Regions from separate parts of the Mus musculus genome. Here all the other regions are linked to region 1. Evidence: chromatin contacts called from public ChIA-PET and promoter capture Hi-C data. All regions are on one chromosome and are shown on one strand. Each heading gives the region's core, a stretch centred on a gene start, on an enhancer-like site or on the middle of the called end of the contact. The rest is flanking DNA. Distances are from core to core; before and after follow the strand shown. Region 1 holds the start of Wbp1l (WW domain binding protein 1 like). Region 2 holds the start of Elovl3 (elongation of very long chain fatty acids (FEN1/Elo2, SUR4/Elo3, yeast)-like 3). Region 3 holds the start of Gbf1 (golgi-specific brefeldin A-resistance factor 1). Region 4 holds the start of 4833438C02Rik (RIKEN cDNA 4833438C02 gene). Region 5 overlaps Nt5c2 (5'-nucleotidase, cytosolic II).

The links. Promoter capture Hi-C pulls out the DNA fragments that hold promoters and counts their contacts. ChIA-PET counts read pairs in DNA pulled down with a chosen protein or histone mark.
Region 2: a contact with region 1 is called in a promoter capture Hi-C map of pre-B cells, with 3 times the contacts expected there. The contact joins the promoter of Elovl3 here to the promoter of Wbp1l in region 1.
Region 3: a contact with region 1 is called in a promoter capture Hi-C map of pre-B cells, with 2.7 times the contacts expected there. The contact joins the promoter of Gbf1 here to the promoter of Wbp1l in region 1. A contact is called at or near these places in 2 of 39 promoter capture datasets (cranial neural crest and pre-B cells), 2 of 115 datasets of contacts at active chromatin or transcription factors (bone marrow-derived macrophages and thymic regulatory T cells) and 1 of 9 other capture datasets (liver).
Region 4: an RNA polymerase II ChIA-PET map of memory CD8 T cells shows a contact between it and region 1, with 27 read pairs. The contact joins the promoter of 4833438C02Rik here to the promoter of Wbp1l in region 1. A contact is called at or near these places in 1 of 39 promoter capture datasets (erythroid cells), 2 of 484 Hi-C or Micro-C datasets (CD8 T cells and muscle stem cells), 4 of 115 datasets of contacts at active chromatin or transcription factors (bone marrow-derived macrophages, memory CD8 T cells, pancreatic cancer cells and 1 more) and 1 of 9 other capture datasets (adipose tissue).
Region 5: a contact with region 1 is called in an RNA polymerase II ChIA-PET map of memory CD8 T cells, with 38 read pairs. The contact joins the enhancer-like site here to the promoter of Wbp1l in region 1. A contact is called at or near these places in 4 of 39 promoter capture datasets (cranial neural crest, frontonasal cranial neural crest, macrophages and 1 more), 1 of 15 datasets of contacts at CTCF or cohesin (large pre-B cells), 58 of 484 Hi-C or Micro-C datasets (the AML12 cell line, B cells, the Ba/F3 cell line and 33 more), 9 of 115 datasets of contacts at active chromatin or transcription factors (T-cell acute lymphoblastic leukemia, astrocytes, double positive thymocytes and 6 more) and 4 of 9 other capture datasets (adipose tissue, embryonic stem cells, liver and 1 more).

What each region holds. Positions count from the first base shown.
Region 1 is chr19:46,596,470-46,601,802 of GRCm38.p6, reverse strand. Wbp1l (WW domain binding protein 1 like) reads right to left here and starts at 2,697. Exons shown (of 5, transcript NM_001177812.1): 1 at 2,510-2,697. The coding sequence starts at 2,599. Sfxn2 (sideroflexin 2) reads right to left here. Exons shown (of 12, transcript NM_053196.3): 12 at 4,902-5,333.
Region 2 is chr19:46,129,455-46,134,787 of GRCm38.p6, reverse strand. Elovl3 (elongation of very long chain fatty acids (FEN1/Elo2, SUR4/Elo3, yeast)-like 3) reads right to left here and starts at 2,889. Exons shown (of 4, transcript NM_007703.2): 1 at 2,615-2,889; 2 at 1,533-1,664; 3 at 636-787; 4 at 1-413. The coding sequence starts at 2,718.
Region 3 is chr19:46,149,732-46,155,064 of GRCm38.p6, reverse strand. It overlaps Gbf1 (golgi-specific brefeldin A-resistance factor 1), which reads right to left and starts at 2,507. Exons shown (of 40, transcript NM_178930.3): 1 at 2,273-2,507.
Region 4 is chr19:46,303,567-46,308,899 of GRCm38.p6, reverse strand. It overlaps 4833438C02Rik (RIKEN cDNA 4833438C02 gene), which reads left to right and starts at 3,271. Exons shown (of 3, transcript NR_152248.1): 1 at 3,271-3,538; 2 at 3,709-3,792; 3 at 4,050-5,315. It overlaps Nfkb2 (nuclear factor of kappa light polypeptide gene enhancer in B cells 2, p49/p100), which reads right to left and starts at 3,205. Exons shown (of 22, transcript NM_019408.3): 1 at 2,876-3,205; 2 at 2,536-2,617; 3 at 2,374-2,414; 4 at 2,031-2,129; 5 at 1,807-1,958; 6 at 1,430-1,536; 7 at 1,182-1,340; 8 at 840-944; 9 at 642-727; 10 at 417-555; 11 at 146-271; 12 at 1-35. The coding sequence starts at 2,896.
Region 5 is chr19:46,885,420-46,890,752 of GRCm38.p6, reverse strand. Nt5c2 (5'-nucleotidase, cytosolic II) reads left to right here. Exons shown (of 18, transcript NM_029810.5): 15 at 456-507; 16 at 624-684; 17 at 807-983; 18 at 1,702-5,333. The coding sequence ends at 1,935. Among named protein-coding and RNA genes, the nearest start is that of Nt5c2, 74 kb to the left of the region's middle. Within about 2 kb of position 2,437, at least 87 of the 459 cell types and tissues checked have an H3K27ac peak or open chromatin away from gene starts, as enhancers often do. A contact at or near this core is called in the Ba/F3 cell line, CD8 T cells, ECoMG-derived neutrophils and 10 more, where this site is marked.

The sequences.
Region 1 (5,333 bases), core at 1,448-3,947:
AGAGGACTCGGAGGGTGAGGGGTGTCATGAGAGCGTAAAGGGTATCGGGATGACGTCGGGAGAGGCCAGGGAGGAGTGGGCAGGCAGCTCGTAACGGAAACGTTCCCTCTGTGCAGGAACTGTATGTAACCAGACAACAGCAGTGGTCAGTGCTAGCAAACCAACCAAACGGAACAAAGTACAAAAGCTACCCTGTCCCCAAAATAAGCACTGCGAGTGCCAGAACTGCGGTAAGAAAACAAGCCCGAGACTGATGAGTTGTACGCAGAGCCTTGCACTGAAGACCCCACCACCGCCCCCAGACTGCAGGACCGTTTGCCAACGCTTTTCCTTCAAGAAGTGGACCTGGTTCCTATGAACAACCAGCTCACCTCCAAAGGCTCCACACTCCTAAATCAAGCCCCCTAACAAGGCGATTCAAAGGCTACAGGGAACAGCCCTCAGACAGCCACAGAAATAGAAAAAAGCAACTTCATTATTCTGTATTCTATTCCATCGATACCTACTACCTGCGCTTAACTTTCCCAGTCCTGAGAGCTGCAACTTCTCAAGGAGACAAATGTATCTCTCCTGGCAGCTTACGGTTTTGACTAAGAAAACAAAGAACCTAAACAAAGTCAAAAACTGAAGGGCTTCATCCCTGGGGAGGAATACAAGAAAAGATCAGAAAACGAACTCGATCATTCACAGATTATCTCCCAGATAACATATCCCCACTCCCAGCCCCCGCCCCATTAAGATACAGCAACTGAGCCGGGCAGTGGTGGTGCACGCCTTTAATCCCAGCACTCAGGAGGCAGAGGCAGGGGGATTTCTGAGTTCGAGGCCAGCCTGGTCTACAAAGTGAGTTTTGGGTCAGCCAGGGCTACACAGAGAAACCCTGACTTAAAAAAAAAAAAAAAAAGATACAGCAACAGATAAGCTGCCAAATCATTGTAGTATATACATAAAGGGGACTATTATTCGGTCACAATGTGGGTGAACCTTGAAAACATGACGGAACGTGAAAGACGCCCCACATACTACAGCATTCCATTACACAGGGATGTGCAGAACAGGTAAACCCACAGAGACACAATGCAGGCTAGTGGGTGTCGCCAAGGGCCAGGGCTGGGGGTGGGGGAGGGGTGGAAACAGGCAGTAACTGGTTAATATGGATCATTCTTGGGGATGATTCAACTGTTTTGGAAGTAGATAGCCGTGGTGGTTGCACAACCATGGAGCGCCACAGTGATTCACTTTAGAACTGTTGGTTTTGTTCTGTGACTTTCAGCTCACTTGAAAAAAAAAAAATCTTATCAAATCACAGAGCTCGGCAGAGGATCAAGAGTTCAAGCCCTGCCTGACCTACATTGCAAGATCCTGTCTCAAACAAAACAAAACTCAATTATTTTGGGGTTTTGGGTGTTTTTCTTGTTTTGTTTCTTGAAGAGGATATTCGGGAGAAAAATAAGATACGTATGTGAAAGGGCTGCCCTTGAGCTCTAAGGGGAAAGGTAAGAATTCTGCTAACAATTTCTGCTCTTCAGCGTGATGTGACGTGCTAAGCTGCACAGGCTGTCCCTGTGCCTGTGGAAAACAGACAATGATGGGAAGAAAGGGGAGAAACCAAAGGAAACGATAGAAGCTTTGCCAGATTTAACAGGGGAGGGGTGATTCCCCCTACAGCACCCCACCCAATCTGGCACCAAGAGTAACGCTTCAATTAGGGTTTCGAAACGCCAGCCCAAGCTAGAATCAGCATAAGCAGGCATCTCGGCCCTGGACTCAGGAAGAGCAAGCCACCCAGCAAGAAAAGCTAGGGTGCTCCACTTGCTGCCGATATTGGCATCGGAACCACCCTCTGCTCAAAAGCCCTGAGCTGGCTCGCTCGGATCAGCACTAGTGACTTCTTCCCAGGACAGCTAGCCTAACAGCACGGTTTTCTCACACTCAAATGTGCCCCTCCTCCTGAGGGGTTACTACTTCATCCCTACTATCTCCCAAGAACCTTACCTCCAGCAACAGCCCACCAACGTACTATGCCTTACAGCATTAAAAATAAGAGTCAGGATGCCCTCAGAACTTTTCCTTTGTCCAGCCTGAAATAAATACCATGCTGAGCCCTCCTCCCTCTGGGGCCAGTGCAGTAACCTGGGATCCCAGCACACACTGGTGTGCACACAGTCTCTGGCTCCGGACTCTACTGCGGAGCAGAAATAGGGCCCACGGGCGCCAGTGTGCGGCGATCTCCGCGAAGAGTCCTCCAGAGCACCTACCATAACTACCCTCTCAAAGGACCCTCAAGTCGCCTGGCACCATTGCCTCTGCCACCTTCTTGACATCCAACTCGTCACAGGTGTCCCTCAGCTAAACATCAACACCCCCACCCTTCACCTGGTCCACCTTAGCCATGGGCTTCCCTCCCGAAAACACTCAACTCCTTGCAAACAAACCTCTTTGAGACCCCCCTCCAACCAGGCCTCGACCGCCCCAGACCCCCAAGCTAGCCCAGAAGCCCTCCCCTTACCTGCGGGGGCTCAGCCCTCACTGACAGGGGGCTGGGCAGCGCCTGGAGGAGCAGGAGCGCCATGCCACCCAGGAGCCTTCTCCTCTCCATCCCCCTCCTGCTCCTGCTCCTCCGCCACGGCGCCGCCACCCCTCCTCCTCCCTCTCTTCTTCCCTCTGCTTCCTCCTTCCCTTCTTTTCCTGTTTCGCTCTGCCCTCCCGCTTCCGGCTCGGCTCCACCCCGCCCCAGGCAAAGGGCCCGCCCAGATGCAGGGGAGGGTCTCCAGCTCCCGCGCCTCATTGGCTCCTACTTTCTGTCCATTGGTCAAAAGAACTGTGAGTCAAATACCAGTCCCAGCCACCCTCGTGCTAGGTGATTTGGCCAATGAAAAGTGGGAGGAAGCTGGGCCATCTTGAATGCTGCGAGGTGCAGAAAAGTGCAGAGCGCCCCGCCCCGCAGAGAGTGGCGGAAGTAACAGGAGCTAGGGACACGACCACCCGGATGCATTGAAAAGGTTTACAGTATTTCAGTCATTTTGAGTGTGGCGGAAATGTTATGTTCCCACAGTTAAGTGGAGGTAAAAGAAAGAAAGAAAAAAAAAAGTGGTGAGGTATAATGATTCTAAAGCGTGCTTCCAACTGCAGTCTATAAGCCTTTGGTGCTTTTTGTATTAAAATAAGTAGAGGTAAAAGAAAGAAAGAAAAAAAAGTAGTGAGATATAATGATTCTAAAGCGTGCTTCCAACTGCAGTCTATAAGCCTTTGGTGCTTTTTGTATTAAATTACAGGAAGCCCTATTATCAGGATCCTTTTTCCAAGCTCACTACCCAAGCAGCAGCTTTGAGTCATTTGAGTCCCCTATTAAATAGCACCTCTCTTAGCGATAGTGCTCTGCTACCCCCAAGTTTCAAGGACAAAACTCTTCAGACCCTACTCAGAAATAGCTCTGAGACCCACCAATCATTGCTTCATCCATGTTATCTTCCGGCTAAATGAAAATGGCTTCCCTTTGCCCCTCCACACACCGCAAGGACAATACTAGTCCACACAAACCCACACATCACCATGTAGCTGCTTCAATTTGAGAATTCTTGTCCAACAGGGCAGGAGGATGTATCACTCTGTGGTAAATGGCTTGCATGGGCAAGGCCCTGAGTTCAGACCCTGGTATGGGCCATAAGGAACAGAGAAAGGGAAGAGATAGAGGGAGGAAGAGAGGGAAAAAGAAAGAAAAAATTACACTTCAATTAGTTACAGGATGTACTTGGCTAGTTTTTGATGTAGGGTCTCTTCCTGTTGTCCATACAAGCCAGAAACTAGGTAACTCAGGCTGTCCTCAAAGTTGTGTTAGTAGTTCCCATGCAAAGCCCTCCTGCTCATTATAACTGCTGTTCAACACCTTACAGGCCAACTCAACTAAATGGATAAGGGTTTGGCAGCGGGTGGGGGTGTGGCTGCTGCCGAACCGACCTTGGCTTTCTAGGAGGGACAGTGAAAGTGTTCTGGATTACAGTAGTGACAACTGTAGCACTTTGTGACTGGACTGAACGTTACTAAACCATACAATTTAAAGGGCTGGATTTGGCTAGGTGTGGAGGTGCATAGCTGTAATCTCAGCACTCACGACTGCATAGCCTGAGCTTCATCGAAAGGAAAATACCAATTTCATGCTGTCTGAGTTCCATTTTACTGTCTAAGTGGGTGTGGGGTTAAATCACAGCTGGGATCTCGGCACTCGAAGTCCTTTGGTACAACTGTGTGGTGTCAGATGAATGCTGGCAGCGTTATATCCTCGGGCTCCATCTCAGACCTACAGAACCGGAAGCTGGGATGAGCCTTTCCACCTGTTTTCACAACATCTTCGGATGACCATAGTGCACATTTTCCCCCTTTGAGGCAGGGCTGGAATATACTATGTAGAGCAGGGTAGACTCAGACTCATGAAGATCCAGCTGCCTCTGCTTCCAAAGTGCTGGGATTGATGGCATGTCCCATAGGCCTAGTATCTATTTCTAAAAGTCACAGTTGCGGGATAGGGGAGGCGTGTTAAAAGTCTACGGGACACATGCACAGCTTCTATCACATATTCTAGGTTTTCTTTTAATAGCCCATTAAGAAACGTAAAAATAAATTTTTGTTCCTAAGTGCACAAAAAAGAAAAAAACCAAACAAACAAACCCAGAGAGCAGGCAGATTTGACTATGTATGGCTCGCCAATTCCAGCCCTAAGACAATGTATAATCTACGCCGGGAGACCTGTGGAGCACCGACAAGGGTCGGTGGGTTCTTCTCCATTATTAAGGAAATCAGACAGGTTCCCTTACAGTTGTGACATCCTCTGGCATGCCAAGGCCAAAGTCAGACCATAGAACCTGCTTTCCATCAGGGGTTAGTAGCTTAGTTTGCAGACAGTGTTTCATGTTCTTTCAAATAGTTTATTCAATTCATAATGGTGCGTTTGAACAGAATCAGCAAATCTTGCCAGACAAAACTCATTACACACTGACCCCAGGTAAGCCAGTCCCCCAGGGAACTAAAGTGGCCCTTTGTGCCCTCCTTAGGCTTGTTGGCCCTGGTGGACTTCCTGTCTGAGGTGTCCAAGTGAGGCTCCACATCCCACCAGCACTCAGCAATCTTTGGTATGTGACCTAACAGGCAGAGGGAAGGAAGGCAGCAGGAAATCATCCCACTCACAGTGAGGGACTTGACTTGTAAAACAGAGAAGGCAATGAGAGAAGAGACCTCTCAGCTAAAGGTCCCAGAAGTGGATTTGGACATGATATTAAGACAGAATAGTCATTTTTCCAAGGCGCAGAGCTTGATGCCCCACATAACCTCCGTAAAAT
Region 2 (5,333 bases), core at 1,640-4,139, 470 kb after region 1:
TGCAACTTTGCCCTTGGGCCTGAGGTAGGCTCGGTGGAAGAAGTGAGCGAATAGGATGAAATAGGTCCCATATAGCATAAAAGACCAGAAGAAGTGTTCCGTTGTTGTGTGGCATCCTTTCTCCTGCCTCCAGATGTAATTCAGTATGCCAAAGATGGTGCCCAGAACCATCTGCAGAATCTGCAGGCTGGTGATGACCATGGGGAGAAGATTAGGATGCTTCAGTTTGGCAGCCTTCATAGTGTAGTAAGTGTACATGACAGAATGGACGCCAAAGTTCATGGTCATGAACCAGCCACCCGAAGGCACTTTGTTCTTGTATCCAAAGCTTGTGAACAGTAGCACTGTGCTGTGGTGGTACCAGTGGACAAAGATGAGTGGACGCTTACGCAGGATGATGAAGGCCGTGTCTCCTGAGAGGTGAGGGATCATAGTCGTCAGGCCACCCAGTGCTGGTACCACTCCCTCCCCGGGGTGTGTGAACACATCTGGAAATCTCACGGTGTGGGTGTGGGGTGGGGATATCTCACTAAGACCCAGGAGTAGGGCCGGGACTCTCCATGTGATGGGTAAGGGAAGAGCGCTGGGGAAGGATTCAAGTCACTGGGCACCGGAGACAAAGCCCCTGCACTCACCCAGTTCAACAACCTTGCTGAGAAGAAAGAGAAAGGACCAGAATCTGACTACGGCGTCATCCGTGTAGATGGCAAAGCACACGGTTTGCTTGAGGCCCACTGTAAACATCACTGTTGCCATAAACTTCCACATCCTCAGAGTACCCAGGATACTGGAGTGAGACCATGCACAAAGGTATGAAGGGATTAGGGGATGGCCAGGCGTGAACCTGACCCAACCACATCCACGTCGGAACCAACTCTCTATCACCTCCTCACCCTTCCGAGGGGAGTGTGGCTACAGCTTTTGAGCTCCCGGGGCCAATCTGGTAGATCTAACAAGTATTCTCCATGAGATATGGGTTAAGAAAAAGCCAGTGGATACAGGGGGAGAGGTGAAAGTCAAAGTTAAGCACAGGGTTCTTGAAGTGGGTTGCCAGTCAGAAGGAAAAAGTGGCAAGAGACAGAAGGACGTGGTAAAGGAGGGGCTGGGGAACTTGATGCTCTTCGATTGCTTTGGAAGAGCAATTTGGGAACTGAGATATTTAAGGCTAGACAATTTTGTCGGCCGTATAGATTTCCCGAGCACAAGAGGAATGGGGTAGAGCCTAACATCTGTATTCCCAGAACTCAGGGGACTGAGGCAGGACGGTTGTGGTATTTGAGGCTAGCCTAGGTTACACAGTGGGCTATTAGAGCAGTCTGGGGTGCAGATTAAGAGACTATCTTTTAAAGTAAACATTTTAAAGAGGGGTGGAACAGAACAGAGACCATAGCCTTGGGCTCAAGGAAGAGAGAAAACCCAGGTACTATGGAAAAGAAGTCGACGTGGCTGAGGATTTGAGAAACCCTCAGGGTAAAATGGAGATGTAAGGACTAAAGAACAGGCAGAGAGCATGGGGTGGAGGACTAACTTACCTGAATATTGCCAGGAAGAAGGACCAGAGGATGAGAGGCCTCTGCAAGCTGAAGCTCTTCCGCGTTCTCATGTAGGTCTGGCCAACAACGATGAGCAACAGATAGACGACCACTATGAGAAATGAGCTTACCCTGGAGGGCAGAAAACAGATGGATTCACAGTGGGCGTTGCTTAAAAGAATGCCCGCTCATCTCCCAAAGGGGCTCCTTTATACTAGAGCTTCAGCAGTATGATGCTTTGGTTTCCTTATCTTTATGGGGTAGTGGGGTGCCTTGGCAGTATTCACAGATCTAAAGTACCTAGCACAGGGCACATTTGAGATTTCTGTAATTATGACTTTGTCAATGAGGTCTCAATGAAGGTGACAGTTGTCTGCCCCCAGCCAAGAACTACTCTGTCCAAACCTGTGGTGTAAGATAGTGTAGCAACATCTGACTGACTTATGGCAAGACGAGATTGAACAACAAAGTCACCCCACCAAACACGTCTGGGACGATTTAGGGCTAAGACAGAAAGCCTCAGGAAAGCTTTGACAGGGTTCCCATTTTTGTGTTATCTTGACATCAGAGAAGATGACACACTAAGGGAACATGATAATTGTGTGTGGGACACGCTAATCCTAGGTGCCCACACAGGAAGGCTCGCTTGGGCTCTCGGGCTCTCTCTCTCTCTCTCTCTCTCTCTCTCTCTCTCTCTCTCTCTCTCTCTCTCTGTGTGTGTGTGTGTGTGTGTGTGTGTGTGTCTGTGTATGTGTCTGTGTGTCTGTGTCTGTGTGTGCCTCTCTGTCTCTCTCTGAGAGTCAACTAAAAAAACCGCTTCATTCCGGTCAATCTCTCCTCAGCTATAGTTCCCATTTTTTCCCTTTGTTTTTGTCTCCTCCCACATCCCTCTCTCCAACTTCTCATTTCTGAGCCCTTTCTTCTAGAGCTAATCTCTTAAAGGGGTATCTTAAAAGAGGGGGCGGGGCAGGGGAATCGGAGCTAGTACCGGGGCGGGCGCGTCGTCGGAGACTTTACAGGCATTCATTCCCTGTCTCCATTTCCCTCAAAGCAGTTGGTCCTTCCCCATCACCAGGTCTCACCAGTACTCCTCCAAAAAGGGCCTTAAGTCCTGAAACGTCTCGAAGTCATAGGGTTGCATCAGGTCCATTTTTAACCCGCGTGAGAAATTCATGGATGTGTCCATTTCGATTTTGCAGACGACGAGTTACAGAGCTTGGGGTAGGGAGCTGGGCGAGAGCCAAAGAAGTAGAAGATGGAGTGGGTCTCAGGGACGAAGAAACCCAGGACAGAAAGAAATTGTGTATAAGCAGAAGGGCCCCGGAGCCTGGCACGTGCGCTGCTAACCAGCCCGCTCGCGCTGCAGTGACCGTGCCTGCCGTATATATATCCCCAATTACTAAACTGGGAACCCAGGCGGTGCAAGGCCAGCTCCCGCCCTCAGCAGTTATCCAATCTTAGCCAAGGGACATCTCTGTCCCGCCCCTGGACCTCCTCCTCTCTGACTGATCAGTCTCAGGGGCACCTCCCCTAAGAACCAAGTTTGCCCCAAATCCGTTCCCCCCACCCGCCTCCTTCCTTCCTTTCTTTCTCTTTCTTTCTTTCTTTCTTTCTTTCTTTCTTTCTTTCTTTCTTTCTTTCTTTCTTTCTAAATTCCACCAGCTGCTCTAGGTTGACTCATAAGCACACCCCCTCCCCCCTCCCCCCCCCCCGCGCCCCAATCCTTGATTTCACCGAGTACCCAGGCAGACCAGTCTACCTCTGACACAGTCACCTGTAGCCTCTGCCTCCTTTTGCGTTAATCTTCACCTACTTGGCCCTGACGAGCAAGCGGAGGGACTCTTGGCTTCTGGTGCACACTTCCAGATATGGGGTCGACAGTTTCCTTGGGAAACCCAGGCTGGAATAAGGAAGACCAAGCTGGACCATAAGGAAGACGGCTCTGACCACTTCTGTCTTTGGATCTGTGCTTGTAGGAGGAGGGGAATGGATGTAATGAATTTTACTGTTGGGTTGTTGTTGTTAATATTTGAGGAGGCGGCAATTCAGGCTGTTACAGTTTCTTTATAGTTTCCGGAACTGTCTCGTCTGACGCCCAGTAAAAATGTTGGAGAGAAAAATGGGGTCACCCTCTGGGCTCCTTGTCCTCAGGTGCAGGAGAAGCCTGGAAGGGTTTAAAGTAGGTGGTGACCCAGTGAACTTCCTTAGGCTTACAGTTCCCCTTCCCAGTCTGAACGTATCCAATTGAATCTGCTCCTTCACCAAGGCATCTAGTCCCAGTGAACAAAAAATACTTAGAAACTGGGAAGCCTTTACCTGGCTGTCCCTTGTTTCTTTCTTGGCTTTAAGAAAGTGAAGGAAAACCAGAAGGCTTGAAAACAGTTGAGAGGAGATGGGGATCTATAGAACAAGTGCAAAGAAAACTAAGAACTATTTGAGGTGGTGAAGAGCTGACTCAGTGACTATGAGCACTCGTGTAAGCATTAGGACCCGAGTGCAGAACCTAACACCCCATAACCAGCCTGCACCCTGTCCTGCCCACTGTATGTGGGAACAGAGACAAGACTGTTGGGGCTTCCAGGCTGCCAGCCTAGGGGAAAATCACAAACCCTGGGTTCACTGAAAGACTGAGTGTCTCAAAGAAATAATTCCTACAGACACACCACACACATACACACACACATACATGGAGACACAAATACAGGCACACACACCACATACACACACAGACACACTACCACATACACACACATGTACACACAGAATCACATACAGACACACATGCCACACACACATGCACACACATACACACATATGCACACACATACAGACACACACATATATATACACATATACACACACACCACACACATAAGCATACCACATGCATGCACATATACACACATGTACAGACACACAAAGACATACACACTACATAGTACGCACATATACACACCACACACATATATACACACTGAGACACACACACTGAGACACACCTCATACTCACACACACATACACACACCACATACACACACACAAATATATACACAACACACACACACAAATTAGAAAAACAGCAGTTTTGATATTCTTTTTTTTTAAGATTTATTTATTGATTATATGTAAGTACACTGTAGCTGTCTTCAGACACTCCAGAAAAGGGAATCAGATCTCATTACGGATGGTTGTGAGCCACCATGTGGTTGCTGGGATTTGAACTCTGGACCTTCGGAAGAGCAGTCAGTGCTCTTAACTGCTGAGCCATCGCTCCAGCCCCCCTCTGAAAGCATTCTTAACCACTAAACCATGACACCAGCCCCCAAAACAGTTTTTAAAAATTAAATATTTAGGGCTGGATTAAGAGCACTGGCTGCTCTTCCAAAGGACCTGAGTTCCGTTCCCAGTACCCACATGGCAGCTCATAATTGTCTATAACTCTAGTCCCAAGGGATCTGATGCCCTCCTCTAGCCTCTACGGGCACTACGCAGACATACATTCAGGCAAAGCACCCATACACATAAAATAAATAATAATTAAAAATAAATATATGCATAAGTCAGCCATGTGCACCTGGAATACCAGCAAGAGAAAGAAGAGTCTGGAGTTCAGGGTCATCCTTGGCTACATCAGTATGAGGCCATCCTGGGCTATGTTAGACCTATCTCAGAAAAAAAAAAAAAAAGGAAATATATGTGTACGAGACTATGGAGACAGGTGAGATGGTTCACTGGCAAAAGTTTGGCTGGGAAATCCTGACAGCCTGAATTCAATCCCTAGAGTCTACAGTGAAAGGAGA
Region 3 (5,333 bases), core at 1,258-3,757, 450 kb after region 1:
GATCTCTGTGAGTTCAAGGCCAGCCTAGTCTACAAATCAAGTTCCAGGCCAGCCAGGGCTACACAGAGAGACCCTGTGTTGAAAAGATACCCCCCCCAAACAACAATAAAAACAAAAAACAAAACAAAACAGTGTTCTGTACCATTCCCACCCATTTGTTTTACATCTATACAAATAAACCATAAACACTATTACTTCTCTTATACACATACACACACACAGGTTACATAGTCTAACACAGCCATTCTTAAGAGGGCAGAGAGAATTAAGTAAGAGAAACTTGGTTCAAGTAGTAACATCTTAGATGATCTGTCTTCCAATACCTGATAAGAGTGCCCCACCTTGTCACTACTCACCATGCAAATGTACAGCTGACTCCCCGGGCCAGACCAGGACACAAAGGCTAACCACACACTACACTAACCCCAGGGATGGACGGCACATGCTGGGCCCCATCACTGCTAAAAGGAATTAGGCACACTCTTACTTTTAACTTGGCTTTTTTTTTTTTTTTTTTTTTTTTTTTTTTGCCCTCGTTATGTAGGAAGACTGGTCTTAAACTCAAAATGTCCTTCCTCATAGGAAGGACTTCCTGAAAGTACTGAGATTACAAATGTCTGTCACTACACCTAGCATATGTCACTACTTTTCAGAAATATACAGGAAGATCTAGGACTGTAGGCCTGTAAACCCAGCAGCTCAGGAAGGATCACAAGTTCAAGGGCTACAGAGCAAATTCTAGACCAGTCAGGACAACTGAGAGAGAGAGAGAGAGAGAGCGCACTAGCTCTGGGTATAGCTCGGTGGTAGACTGCCTGACTATACCATATGGGACCCTAGGGTCCCATCCCCACTACTGCAAGACTCTGTGTAAACTGAGCGATCCCAGAGCAGGTTTTCCCGTTTATATACTCCATAAGGCTTACTTGTACCTAGGGTTCTTGATATGAGCTTCTGCACTCAGGAAACACTACATTGTCTCTCATCTCTAACGTACTCTTTACCTTCGAAGGACTTCACCAGTTTATGACACAGCAATGTCAAAGGTCACTACTGGGCCATAAACTACACTCTTTCGGGTTGTGCCCTACCATTCACTCTGTTTCCCTGACCCTACCACAAGGAGCAGAACAACTCTCCTAACTTGTCTCTTTGCTAAAGACAGTGTCTCACTTGGCCCAGGCTGGCCTCTAACTCAAGAAGTAGCTGAGGATAACCTTGAATGTCAGGGCTAACCCTCGTGTTTCCATCTCCCAAGTAGGGAATAATTACAGATGTGGACCAACATGCCCAGTTTATGAAGTGCTAGGGACTGAACTCAAGGACTCCATACATGCAAGGCAAACACTCAACCAGCTACGTCTCCCTCCAGCCCTTTTCATGATTTTTCACCTACTAAAAATAAATAGACCACCAGGACCAAGCCTTATCAGTATTCAAACCCCTCTTAACTCTCAATCAAATGTGTCACAAAAGAGTGGCTGCCTTGGGATCAAACCTCATATCCTTAAAAAGAAGGGAGTTACAGTGGGTAAATGCCTACCCATAACACACACCTAAAGAGTTTAAGGCAGAAGGAGGTGGATCTTTGTAAATCCAAGGCCAGCCTGGTCTACATAGTGAATTCCAGAAAAACCAGAGCTACACAGAAAGAACCTGACTCAAAAAGAAAGAAAGGTGTTTACATGCAGACCCCTGGTGACAGCTGAGCTATCCTGTAAAAGCAAGATCTTACAGGCCAGGTTCTCAGGCGGCTGCCTCCAGTCTTCTATGCCTTCTGACTACCTAATCCAAACTGAGCTGGCTCATCTTTCAGGATTAATGGGGCGCTTCAGTTGTGCTAGGACGCAGTCACCCCGAAGTGACAGATGTACAGAATCTGAAAAGATTCACTCTCTAAACCCTGAAACCATCCTTAATTTTGCTTTCAGATGTTGAGGACTTTAGGGTGCAGAAGGGTCTGAAAAAGAAGAGCTGCAGGCCAGATTATGCCTAGGGAAAACAAACAAACAAACAAACAAAAACAAAAACAGATTCTAGCATCCACCGAGTCACAGGTGGAGCTGAAACACCCCTCGGGGACAAGGGTCTGACCTTTGGCCCCTGCACACCTCCCAACTCCCTCTCACATCAGTCCTCTGGGTTTACTTCTTCCCACTAAGCCCATCGCCCAGGCCGCTTCGCCCAACCGAAGGACCCTTCCTCCTTATTCTTGATGGCAACGTCAGGAGGCCCTCACGACGCTGGAACTCTAAGAAGAGACTTCGCTGACCTGTCAGCGGATCCAAAATGGCGGGGCCTAGTCCCAGAACCGGCGGCAGCCGCAGCTCATGTCCAGCCTGGCCCCGGAGGCGTCTCCCGGCCGCTCTCCCGGCGCCGGCGGCGAGTGAGAGAAGGGAAGGATCCTGTCTTCTGGAAGGCAACCCTAACTTCAGGGTGAGACCTCACTGCAGGCTGGAGTAAGTGGGCCGGGACGCTCGGTGGTGCCGGCTACCTTCCCTGTCAGCTCACTGACGTGGTAACTAGCCTCAGTCTAGCCCGCTGCCTGGTAACTGCGAGAGTCCTGCCGCGCTCAGCCAATCAGAGCGTGGCACTCTGAAAAGTGGCATTCCGACTATCCAATCGAAGAAAGAAATTAGCTCTGGGAGGCGTGCAATGCCCAAAGAGACCAGATTACAAGGGAAAGAAGAGTAGGTAGGGGACAGCCAACGGATACGAGGATTCTCTGACTGACAGTTACAGAAGCCAATAAACAATGAAAAATTGTGCTGGGCGGTTGAAGAGGTGGGGTCAGATAGGGTTCGGTTGCAGTGCGCTGTTTAGCAGTGGCTGCTGGGCATCCTGGGCAGGAAGGCTATGATTTGCTGGAAAGGGGGCGGGGTCCGTTTTGAGAGCTTGAGCGGGCGACCCTACTCCCCCAACTTCATCCTACCAAAGTCACCTGGGCTTTACTACTTTAGGGATCGCTCTCTTTCCAGGCAGGTCTGGGGTTGAAACGCGTTCCTAAATCCGGCCCGTGCAATCTTGCCTACGCCCTCCTGTCTTCTGTGCCCCACTTGGGTATATGTGCCTGTCTCATCCTAACTCTGATTTTTGCATTTTCTACTCCATTCCTACCATCCAGAAATAGAGAAAATGGTAGCAGAAATCTTGGATACCTAATTAGAGTATCCTCATTTTCCAGACGTGGAAAGAGTTCTACCGAGGAAAGCTGGATCCATGCATAGCAGAGAAAAACATACACCTACCCCAGCCAATTCGGTGCGGAGAGTAAGGGGCATGGGGGTACTTAATACTTCTTTTTAAAAAGAAAGAATTTGTCTATTTTAAGATAATGCTCTTAGCCACTAAACCATCTCTCCAGCCTCCCTCAATACTTGGTATACCTTACTCCATAGGGCTATATGACTCTCAGTTCAGCCCTTCCTATTAAGCCTTGGACAAATCTTAATGAACGATTGGTGGAGGTGTATGAGGATCAAGTCTGAGGGCCTAATCTCACACCATTAGTCCACATCGTTAACAAAAAGAAGAAGAAGAAGAAGAAGAAGAAGAAGAAGAAGAAGAAGAAGAAGAAGAAGAAGAAGAAGAAGAAGAAGAAGAAGAAGAGGAAGAAGAGGAAGAAGAGGAAGAAGAAGAAGAAGAAGAAGAAGAAGAAGAAGAAGAAGAAGAAGAAGAAGAAGAAGAAGAAGAAGAAGAAGAAGAAGAAGATGATGATGATGATGATGATGATTTCCCATTTTCCTTCGAAATGCGGACAGGTGAGACTGGAAAGGAAGCTTAGCAGTTAAGTGTGCTTGCTGCTCTTCCAGAAGACCTGAGTTCAGTTCCCAGGATGTACATAGCACTATCTACTGTAACTCCAGCTCCAGAGGGATCCAACACTTTGGGCACATACTCACACAGAGACACGCGCGCTCTCGTGTGTGTGTGTGTGTGTGTGTGTGTGTGTGTGTGAGAGAGAGAGAGAGAGGGGGGGGGAGAGAGAGAGAGAGAGAGAGAGATCTTTCTGTAACCCTGGCTACTGACTGTCCTTGAAGCCCAGGCTGGCTTCAACCTCACAGAGATCTACCTGCCACTGCCTCCCAAATGCTGCACCACTATGCCAGGCACAGACACATACATTTCAAATAATAAAAAATAAATCTTTTGTTTGTTTGTTTTTCAAAACAGAGTTTCTCTGGGTAACAGCCCTGGCTGCCTGGCTGCCCTGGAATTCACTTTGTAGACCAGGCTGGCCTCGAACTCAGGTCTGTCTGCCTGCCTCTGCCTCTCAAGTGCTGGGATTAAAGTCATATGCTACCATGTCCAGCAAAGCAAACCTTTTCTAAGGCCATTGGAATGTGGCCTTGAAACAGGCACCCAAGGCATCCATAGGTTATGATCCTCTAATTTAAAAAACCATCAGAGCCAAATCCAATATGAAGAATCCCCCAACAACTCCCTGTGTCTATGCATTGGTCTTGGTCTCTAGGTCCAGCTAGGAACCTAAAGGAAGTCAGATGAAGATGATACGATCACCAAGGTATTTCATTCTATGATACCTCTGAGCCATTTTTCTCTTCGTTTGGTCTTTAGGGCTTCTCTCAGGTTGGAGAGCAAATAGGAAAACCCTGTAAGTAAACTAAAACTCCCTACTCTCCCCTCCCTATCTAGGTATGCCTCCAGACATTAGACATCTTAGAAGTATGTGATTATCAATTAAAGATGGAGAGAGAGACAGAGAGAAAGCAATCCCCAGCCCCTCACAGGTGCTACACATCATTTAACAGATAAAACAGGTTTTTTTTTTATTTATTTCAGTGCAACATTTATTGAGTTTCTTTTTCCTTCTCTCTCCAGCCCCTTTCGCTCCAGCCCAGAGATTTATTTATTTATTATATGTAAGTACACTGTAGCTGTCTTCAGACACACCAGAATCAGAGGGCATCAGATCCCATTACAGATGGTTGTGACCCACCATGTGGTTGCTGGGATTTGAACTCAGGACCTCTGGAAGAGCAGTCAGTGCGCTTAACCGCTGAGCCATCTCTCCAGCCCCCCATTTATTGAGTTTCTATATGCCTGTGAATAGAAAAAGAGGAAAGAAATGCTTCTTGTTCTCCTAAATTTTATTTTATACAAGTCAACACATCAGTTGATTCCTTCAATATGGAGGATGGAGTGATATCAAATCTATACATAAGGGGTCATGAGAGCAAGAAGCTACACCTTTGGCCAGCCTGGAAGTTCAGGCAAGGCTTCTCAGATAAAACAGAACCTAAGTGGAACTCAGAAATTAGGATCAGCAATATAACGACTGTTTTTGTTGTTGTTGTTGTTGTTTTTTGTTG
Region 4 (5,333 bases), core at 2,022-4,521, 290 kb after region 1:
GGCCAAGGAGGAGGAGAAAAAGCCGAGGCTGCCACCTGTGGGCATGGGGAAGGCAGTGTGAGGTGCCAGCCAGGACTCTCCCAGATTCCTCTCCTAACTTCCCTTATCTCCTCCATCCTTCTCCCTGCCACTTGCACCTCCTCACCTCCTCCAGCGCCTCCATAACCCCCAGCGGAGCCCCCAGAACCTCCACCCATGTGGGATCCGCCCCCGAAGGGCTGGGAGAAGGTGGGCAAGGCCTTTCTCCGCTTCCTCTGCACTTCCTCCTTGTCTAGGAGGAAAGAGAAACGGGGTGTTAAAACCTAATATGGGTCAGACCCTAGATTCCTCAAGCTGGCTCCTGGGAGTCAACTCTAGGCCACCTCCTGGCCCGCCTCGCTCCGTCCAGCCTTTGGGAATGCTGAAGCCCGACTCACCTTCCACCAGAGGGTAATATGTGAACTGTTTGGAGTCCGAGACATCGCCCCCACGCTTGCGTTTCAGCTGCAGGAACACCGTTACAGGCCTCTCGATCTTCATCTTGTGATAGGGCGGTGTCCGGAACACAATGGCATACTGGGGTGGAGGATGGGAGAGCAACATGGTGTCAGTAAGGTTTCTTCGTAGTTCTGTCTCCAGGACAGGCCCTAGTCCCTCAGTACCTGTTTATGAACGTCTGTGGGAGAGAAGTCCCCAAAGGCTTGCCATCCATTCTCATCATCCTCATAGAACCGAACCTCAATGTCGTCTACAGAGAAAAGTGCGGCTTAGCCACAGGGAGAGCCTGCAGCCCCGCTGCATGGATCCCGAAATTACCCTTACAGCCAGCGTTTCCAGCTCCCAGAGGGCTTCTGCCTCACCTTTTTGCACCTTATCACAGAGCAAATAAACTTCGTCTCCACCGCGCACGGAACCCGCTGTCTTGTCCATTCGGGAGATCTTCAGGTTCGAGGCCCCTGGAGACTCTATAAGGTGGGGGATGGGTTAGGGACACATTGATGGGATCGGAGGCTCGGTGGGGTCATTATCAAACTTCAGGAAATGCAGTATTCACATTTACCACTCAGAAGCAACACTCAGATGTTCTGACTACCGAGCACTCACCACCCCACACGTGGCAGGGCCAGGTTCAGACCCATAGCTGGAAGGTATCTCAAGCGCTCTTTTGGGAATGCATGCTTGGCCCCCTGCAGAATACTCACTGCTGTCATGGATGGGCTGGGAGATCACAGGCTTCAGGGGCAAGGAGAAGGAGCCATCGCTAGCTCGAAGGAAAGCTGAGAAGCGCAGCCGTACAATGCTCAGATCCATGACTTTCTTCAGCTCCTTGGCCTCCTGCTCTAGCTCCCGCCGCTCAGCCTCTGGATGGACAATGTGGGTGGTGTGAGCTCTGGGCTGCTCTTCCCGGCTCCTCTAGGAACACCTCTCGGAACACCTTTTGTTACCATACCTGTAAGGCCCTGAGGCTTGGAGCGGAGACGCTGCCTCTGAAGTTTCTGGATCATAATCTCCATCATGTTCTTCTTGGTTACATGCAGGACACCCAGATTATTAAATCTGGAGAGGACAAGGAGGAGGCTTTGTCCTCTTTGACCATGAGGCTCTTTCCTCCTGAGGCACCTCCACCCCCACGCTCCACCCCCCATGGTCAGGCTCATCCTGGCTCTGTTCTCCAAGGAAACTGCTCTTTATAGTTGAGCTCTGAGGTTCCTGGGCCAAAGTAAATCTTCCCACTTTGTGTGCTAGTCACACAGGTGGCCTGAGATGAGACCTAAGGCTGGCAGGCAATGAGCATCCCACTGGGGGCCAGGGGCCAGGGCCACCTACTGAGCAGTCATGTCCTTGGGTCCTACAGACACAGCGCACACTCCCAACTCTGAACACTGCTTGCCCACCAGACTGTGGGCATGCGCACGAGGTGGGTCACTGTGTGTCACCAGGTCCACCTCAATCTTGGCCGGTCCCTCATAGTTACAGATCTGAGAATGGCAAAGGATAGTCAGTAGTTGCCCCATACACCATCCCTACCCTCCGGTGTCATCTGAGCTCACCTTGACAGTAGGATAGGTCTTCCGGCCCTTCTCACTGGAGGCACCTGGCAAACCTCCATGGGAGGGGCCTTCACAGCCATATCGAAATCTGAAGCCTCGCTGAAGGTTCCATAGCAGAGACATTGTGATCAGGAGAGGCAACCCCCCCCCCCCCCCCGTCATCCCCACAAGGCAACCACTAGCCATCACTGACCACAGTGACCAAAAGTGTACCTCCTTCTCATAAGCCCCCAACATATCAGCAGCAAGCTATTTAATCTGATCAGTAGGTATAACTACCCTCCCCCCCCCCGCCCCACCTTTTCCCCAAAGGTGAAGCCACCACTCTCTGTCACTCACTCACCTGTTTGGGCTGTTCCACAATCACCAGATAGGGGCCATCAGCTGGAAATAGAGGGGCCTTGCTGAGCCAGGATCTCTGAGACCATCCCTCAGTGGGGCCTCCAGGGGACATGCTCACTCTCCTCTAGGTTCTGAGATACTGCGAGGCCAAAGACTTACTGACCTGTCTCAGGGGCTGGATCCTTAGGCTCCACGATGGAGGGGCTGAATTCAAAATCATCATATTCGGGGATGCCATCCAGGCCCTGCGTTATAGACAGAGAAGGTGGCAGCTGAATCAAGGGTCCCCCCAACCACCCCCTCCCAAGCCCTCTGCAGTCACTCCCTGGACTCCTCCTCAAGCTATGAGGAAGCTCATTTCTGGGCAGGGTTTGCAGACAGCACAGACTGGCAGACTAAGACAATTTGAAGACAGTGCAGAAGTAGGGGAGTGGAGGAGCGTCCAATTGACAAGCAGACACAGAGGGCACCCGCCGCCCTCAGGGTCAGGCAGTGTGACTCACTGGATCGTAGCAATTGTCCATATCTCTGGGCTAGGCCCTGCTGTGTCTTGCGGCTTCGGGCCCCGGTTCAGCTTTCCAGAGTTTCGGACGCCCGCCTAAGGTGAAGAGAGGCGTGGGAGGGGGAAGAGTGAAAGATATCAGGATAGGGGTGGGCAGGGGGAGAGGGATGGGTAGGGGAGGGGGGCTCAGATCTGGGGGAGGGTCCGATCTCCTCCAGCCGCCCGTCCGGGCGTGGCGGGTAAGATCCGGTGGAGGTCGAGATCCGGAGCGGGGCTGGCCCGGGAAAGGGGCAGAAAGTTAGTGCTGCTTAGGAAAGTCCCGAAAATACCAGGGGGAGGCGGAGCCGGAGGGGGCGGGCCTGGAAATGACGCCGGGGCCACGCCCCCGCAGCGGGAGGGGCGGGAGGCCCAGGCGGTTCCTGGTTCCCGGGCAGCCTCTGTAGCCCCTGGGGCTCAGTCGGGGCCTAGCCGCCTCGCCCCCTCTCCGCAGCCTGGAGCAAACTTGGGATTTTCAGCCAGCGTGGAGGACACGGCTGATTCACCCAGGGGCTTTTGTGGGGACATTCCTGCCGTCGGAGGCCCCTTTTCCGAATGGCCCGTAGGCGGGGGTTCTTCCAGTGGGGCCTCCGGGGCTCTGACCAGAGAATATGATTCGGGCCTCAGGGTGTGTGTGGGGGGGAGGAGTTTCCCCCTCCACGGTCTCTAGCGATTCCGTCTTAGCTTCCCGGATTCTCCCGCTGCACCTGCTCCCGGTGGCCGGTCAAACGGGAGCATCCCGCCCTCCCTGGCGACTCCAATCCCAAAGCCAGTGTAACGCGCATGTGTCCGTTGCAGGAATATGCGTTTCAGCCCTAATGTCTTGTGTGCCGGGTGAGTGGTGGCATCATGGCACGTGCAAGTGAACGTTCATCCACACAGGTGAGTCCTTGTACTGCCCAGTGTGGGCACACGTCCGTGCACGTCTGGATGTCCGTGCGCAGGCGCCGGTGCACGGGTGCGCTGTGAGTGCGTGTGCGGGGCTCACACCGGCCGGCTGTGCACAGGCAAGCTAAGGGCAGGCAGACGTGTCGCTGATGTGTAGCAAAGTGTCCTGTTCCTGTGCGCGCTCACTGGAGGTGGCGTCCAGCCCCAGCCTGTCATCTAAAGTCCTCCTTCCCTCCCTCTCCATTCCCTAGACACTCAGGGATCTGAACCCGGCCACTCACCGTGGTGGCGGCTCTGGTTCCGACTTCTTTCCGAGCCCTTCCCCGGACCGGTCGTTGCTCCTCTCCAGCCAAAGGGCTCCAGCCGGGAAAGCCCCTTTCGGCCCCCCGAGGGGGGGAATTCCCGTGACGATCCCGTGCGTCACTCCCCATGCCCTTTTTTATTGGTTGAAAGTTTAACTCCAGGACTCTTGTAGCCAACCCGGAGCAACGCAGGCGCGCCCCTTTCGGGGAAGGCTCGCCCAGGACTGGCCGCGGGGTGTCACCCAGCTCCAGTTCTGCTAGGGACCAGCGAGGCGGGACGACGGACCCAGCGCAGGGCGCGGCTCAGATCTCTGCACTCTTCCAGGCTTGCCCGGGACCGTTACGGAGTCCAGTGGGCCACTTGGCTCTTGCTGTGCCCAGAGGTTGGCTATCTCTGAGACACAGGAAACCGGGTCAGTCCCAACACTCCAGTAACCCTCCCAGAGAGGGACCTCCTAGCTGGGAAGGGGAAGAGGAAGGAGTCAGATCTTGCGGTCAGCTCCAGATCGCCATCTAGCGGCCTTTCTGGAGCCGCAAGGAAACTCTGGGGTCAACTGTCTTAGTTTCCGGGCTTCAGGAAGAGACAACTGATGTTTATTCTGTAAGTGGCGGGTTCACAAGGGCCAAGGCTTTTAGGATGACTCGTTGGAGAATCAATGTGCTGGGGGAAGAAAAGAAGAAGGAAGAGAAGAAAGATGTTTGCCTGGGAGTCTTAGGCCTCGTTCATCCACCACAGATGTCCCAACTATTTGACTTGAAAGGCATCCAACTGGGCGTGGCGAAATTCACCTGCAGTCCCAGCTTTCTTGAAACCAAGACAGATCCTAAGTTTCACACCACCCTGTCTCAACACACATGCACGCAAATCTGTCCAAAGTGCCTTTCAAACTTCCTCTTCTGTGGAAAATTGCCAGCGGTGTGCTTTGCATGGGTGAGGGCCAGCTGTTACCATCATAAAGTGGGTGGGAGGCTCTGGAGACCTCTCAGCGCCGAAGCACTCCTGCTCTTCCTGCATCCAGGAAGATTCTTCCAGGATCCACGTGGGACGGCTCACAAGTGTCCGAAACGATCACACCAGGGTCCCCTGGCTCTCTCCTCGCCTTCTGGGAGACCGAATTCAGGTGCACACCCTTCAATTCTTGACTACTCATCCCCCAAACCCCAAACCCACGTGGTGACAAATAAGAAATAAAATCATTTTAGAAAGTCTCCCTGAAAATGACATTTCGCTGC
Region 5 (5,333 bases), core at 1,188-3,687, 290 kb before region 1:
TGTTTTTGTTTTTCGAGACAGGGTTTCTCTGTATAGCCCTGGCTGTCCTGGAACTCACTCTGTAGACCAGGATGGCCTCGAACTCAGAAATCTACCTGCCTCTACCTCCCGAGTGCTGGGATTAAAGGCGTGCGCCACCACGCCCGGCTTGCCCACACATTTTACACTTCCCACCTATGAAGTTGAACAGTGATGGTAGACAAGTCACCTAATTCTTAGTCAAGGCTCAGTAAGGGTGCTTGCTGCTGAACTTGACCTGAGCTCAGTCCCCAGAATCCGCATGGTGAGAACTGTCGCCCACACACTGTCCTCTGACTTCACATACCCCATGGCATGTGCAAGCCCATACACATCCACGCATAGCTGAGATTTCAGCAGTTTGAACATCATTTAAAAGGTACTTTTGCTTGATTTGTGTAAAACATTTTCTTTTCCTTTCCAAACTTTAACTGTAGCACTCTTTGAAGAACTTCAAAGCTTGGATATTTTCTTGGCTGAACTCTACAAGTAAGTTTCCCAACTCCACAACTTATGGCCAAAGACCACCTACCTCTCCACGAGTGACTAACATAGGGAGGTGTGCTCTCCTAGAGATCTTCACCACGTTCTCCTCTTGTTCCCAGGCACCTGGACAGCAGTAGCAATGAGCGCCCGGACATTAGTTCCATCCAGAGACGGATTAAGGTATCCAGATGGGATTTGGGAAAAAACGTGGGAAGTCAGTTGTCTGAGTCATTTTCATGTTTGATTTGATGCAGGGACTTGTATGTAGTTGCATAGCTGAGACCTTTTTTTTTTTTTTTTAGAAAGTAACTCATGACATGGACATGTGCTATGGGATGATGGGAAGCCTGTTCCGCAGCGGCTCCCGGCAGACACTCTTTGCCAGCCAAGTGATGCGCTATGCAGATCTCTATGCGGCCTCGTTCATCAACCTGCTGTACTACCCATTCAGCTACCTCTTCAGAGCTGCCCATGTCCTGGTGAGTACCGTTACTTTTGATTGACAGTTAAGATGGACCATAGAGATGCTAGAGAGATGGCCCAGTGGTGAAGAGCACTGGCTTCTCTTCCAGAGGTCATGAGTTCAATCCCCAGCAACCACATGGTAGCTCACAGCCATCTGTAATGGGATTGGATATCCTCTTCTGGTGTGTCTGAAGACAGCGACAGTGTACTCACATACATAAAATAAATAAATAAATCTTAAAAAAAAATGCGGGGTGTATTGGTGCATACCTTTAATCCTAGTGCCTGGGAGGTACTGATCTCTGATTTAGGGTTACATTGAGAGGTGCCCTACCCCACCCCCCAAAAAAGACTTGTTAGTGCTAATTGAAATAATTTTTTTTGGTTTTTCGAGACAGGGTTTCTCTGTGTAGCCCTGGCTTCCTGGAACTCATTTTGTAGACCAGGCTGGCCTCAAACTCAGAAATCCGCCTGCCTCTGCCTCCCGAGTGCTGGGATTAAAGGCGTGCGCCACCACACCTGGCAATATAACTGTTTTTATATGTATGTCCTGATACTGCTGTTGCAGGGCAGGGCTGGCTAAGGAAGTATAAAAGCATCCGTAAGGTTTCTTACGGATTTCCATGCTGTAGGGAGGGAGCGGAGCTTAGGCACTCCTGCTTGGGAAGCGGAGTGGTTAGCACAGTACTCACTTTCGCTCTGCCTACAGCCTGAGTGTTTGCTTTGCTCTAGATGCCGCACGAGTCAACGGTGGAACACACGCATGTGGATATCAATGAGATGGAGTCCCCTCTCGCCACCCGGAACCGCACGTCAGTGGATTTCAAAGACACTGACTATAAGCGACACCAGCTTACAAGGTCCATTAGTGAGATCAAGCCCCCCAACCTCTTCCCGCTGGCCCCCCAGGAGATCACACACTGCCATGATGAAGATGATGATGAAGAGGAAGAAGAGGAAGAATAGGAAGGCAGACTAGAAACCGGAGCACCCATCAAGTCTGTCAGACTCACGGGGTGAGGGGTGGCCTGTTTGGATTCTGTTAGGGAGGGTGGGAGGACTCCATCAGAAGTCCTGGAAAGTTTGGAAAGTTTCTCAAGGCTTTAAATAATTCTAATCATAGCTACTTCAGTTTTGTGTATCTGTTCTCTGCAGATGGTTTGAAACTGTATAGGAAGAACAGGTAAAGGCAGGTGGAGTGCACACAGATCGCACCACATGGCTTGTAATGATTTTCTGTGTCTGTCATCGTCAGCGTGTCATCTGGATGTACGAAGGTAGTAAAAAAGGGTTTCAGAACAGAGCCACGGGACTGGTAGGAAGAGGAGATCCACAAATGCTGTATACAGGCTGTACCGCTGCTTCAAACCCCACTTGTCCAGTGCTTCACAGTGTTGCTAATCAGTGGAGAAATACATGCTTTCATTATCAAGTGTAGTCAGCCGTCTGTTGAGGTCAGGTTTCCTTCCGTTAGCTTTTGGGTTTCCTCGGTGGCTCTGGCAAGGCTGCTGCTGTGTCATTCGGTGCCTTTGTGAGTTTCCTTGCTGTAGGTGATTCTTGACTGTGGGGATTGGAATTTGAGGCAGAAGTTACCATCCCTACTACATTTTTTAAAGTTGGTAGCACAAATGCTTTTTATTCTATGAAAACAATCCTTTTGGGGAATGTACCTGAAGAGTACAGAGGAGCAAGTTCCCAGAGCAGCAGCCACGGCATCGTGGCCTGCAGGTGCACCCTCCTCCTCGCCACAGTCAGTCAGTTCCCGTGACAGGAAACGACCTTGTGTTCTGAGGAGAGCGTGAAGGCTGTGCCTGCCCTGCCAGTGCAGGGAGCTGTCCCGCACTTGAGCAGTGTCAGAGATTCTTGCTTTAACTTTGATTTGCTTTCTCCCATTCTTGGCCCTGGTCACTAGGGTCCTGGCTATTCTAGAACTCAGTAAAATGTATGTCTAATGCTAACATTGGCCCTTGTGTAGTACAACTATTAGCCGTCACAGCTATTGCTCTTCAAATGGCTTTAGGGTTGGTGTTCTTTTTAAGGGAAATACATTTTCAAAATTGCTCACCATATCTGTATCACTTTTAGTTAAAAACATGCTTATATGTACAGTGTTTCATGGGTATAAGGATTTTTTTTCACTGAGGTTTTAGGCATTTTTTAAAAAGACAAATTTTCTCTATGTAGCCCTGGCTGTCCTGGGACATGTTCAGTATGTAGAGCAGACTGGCCTTGAACTCAAAGAGGTGTGCCTGTCTCTGCCTCCCGGGTGCTGGGATTAAAGGCGTGCAGCACCTTGCCTGGCTTGTTTTAAAGTAATCATTGAAGGTATGGAGCACAGCCACTGAGCCAAGGCTGCAGCTGCCAGCACTCACTGACTTTACAGTAAGTCATTTCAAGTAACGTGCATTCGGACTGAAATTTCTGGAACATGTACGTGGCCTATTAGTTGTCATCTCTGTTTTTAAAATTTAGAGACTACCGTATTCACCCTAGTTACTATTCTCATTTAAATTGTCATTGAGGACATTGCCTAGTTTGACAGTGTTAAGCCTTCTCAAGCCCAGATCACCTCTGCGTGGCATGTGACAACTGCAGAGTCACCTTGCATTAGTTCATTCCTTAGAGCAGAGGTGGATATCACTCAGTTTGCTTTCTATGTTTTACTGTGTTGTGTGGATACAACAGTTTGTTACTGGCCAGATGACACTGTCAGCCAGGTGACTCACCAGGAGAGCTAGCGAGCGAGCAAGCACTTCAAGTGGCTGTGAAAAGCACGCAGTTGCAAGAACTCCACGTTAAGTCACCAGAAGGAGCTGCTAAGGAGCTTTGTGAGAGACCAGCTGGTGATTTCCCACACGTTCCCAGATGTGCTGGGAGGTCTGTCTGGGGCAGGTGACTGGACATTTCAGAATGGAAAACAGGGATTGTCTGTCATCAGTAAACTTCTCCACCGTTTTCCTAAGTCTGAATAATTTAGAGGACAGAAATGGCAGCCCGCCCTTCCGTCACTCTTCAGAACCTTTCCTAGGAGTTCTGAAAACACTCAGTTTTCAGGCTTTGTAGAGCATCAGAATTTAGGAATCCTTTCTTCATGCTAGACTGAGCTCCCAAGACTGGAGTGTGTGACACTAGGGAGTCCGGTGTTCCCAGTCCTACTGGGTCTCACGGCCACAGAGGTGCGCCAGGAGAACAAACACCCAAGTGTCTCAGAAACATCTGGGGCAGAGAAAATTCAATGTTTATTTTATACCCAAGATTCTCCTTTACCATAAGCATAGATCTGCAGAGATCCATGGAGTAAGCTATGCGCCCTTCAAGTTGCTCTTTAAATTTTGTTTAAAGTAGAAATAGAATAACTAAATGAGCTACAAATCTGTAAGTCACATTCTATGGGCAGTTACAGGTCAGATTTAAAAGTAGCTTGCCCATGTTTAGATATTTATAAATCAGACTTGTTTGTTTAACAACTTTAAAGTCCTGCAAGTTTTCCAGGGCTTCTGGGGCACTTTTAAATCCTCTGCTTATTCACCACAAATAGCCTGAGATAAACAACTGCATATTTAAGACTGTATTAGGACAGGAACTTCGCTCACATTCCATGTTATGGAAACTATTTAAGCTCTTTCTGACGGTGGGAAAGTGGTTACTAAGATCCATCTATTGCTGTGCTGCCAGCCGCCTTCTTCCCCATGTGGTTTGAGAGTTAGGCCCTCAATCCTTAGTTTCTCATGGCATTCTTTCTTGGTGACTAGAATTAGCTTCTCTTGCAGTTTTTCCTCAGAGGGAATGATTTCTAATCATACACTTGGGATGCCCAAGTCTGGAGTCCTTACCAAAGATGAAACAAAAGCATGCACTATAGTAAGATGCATAGAGGATCTACATGCATGTGACGTCAAAAAGCAGAGCCTGATTGCAGCCCACATTGCCTGCCACACTAACAGGGAACCAGCACCTAAGCTCCCCACTGCTGTCCAGAAGAAGCAAGAAGCAGCTCTAGAAAGAATATTCAGTTACGAAACACGAAACTTTTCTCCTCATTGCTTTTCCCTGCTTCTCAACCTATGGAGACAACAGTGTAATGGTGTCCAGCAAAACAGTAATGGCAAGAAGTGAAATGTTGCCATGTGCCATACCAATGTGTCAGTCAGCAACAGACCATGCATATTACGGTGGCCCCATAAGGTGCAGCTGTCTGGTTTGTGAGTACTCATGCCTGCTGTTCCCGTGAGGTCACCTCATGACACATTCCCACTGTGAAATGATGCACAGCTCCCAAGATCCTTTTAGAGCCAAAACATGAAACTGCACCAGATTCACCTCTCAGGCTTGGACACCACATGGAAAGTAAGCAGAATTTTTCC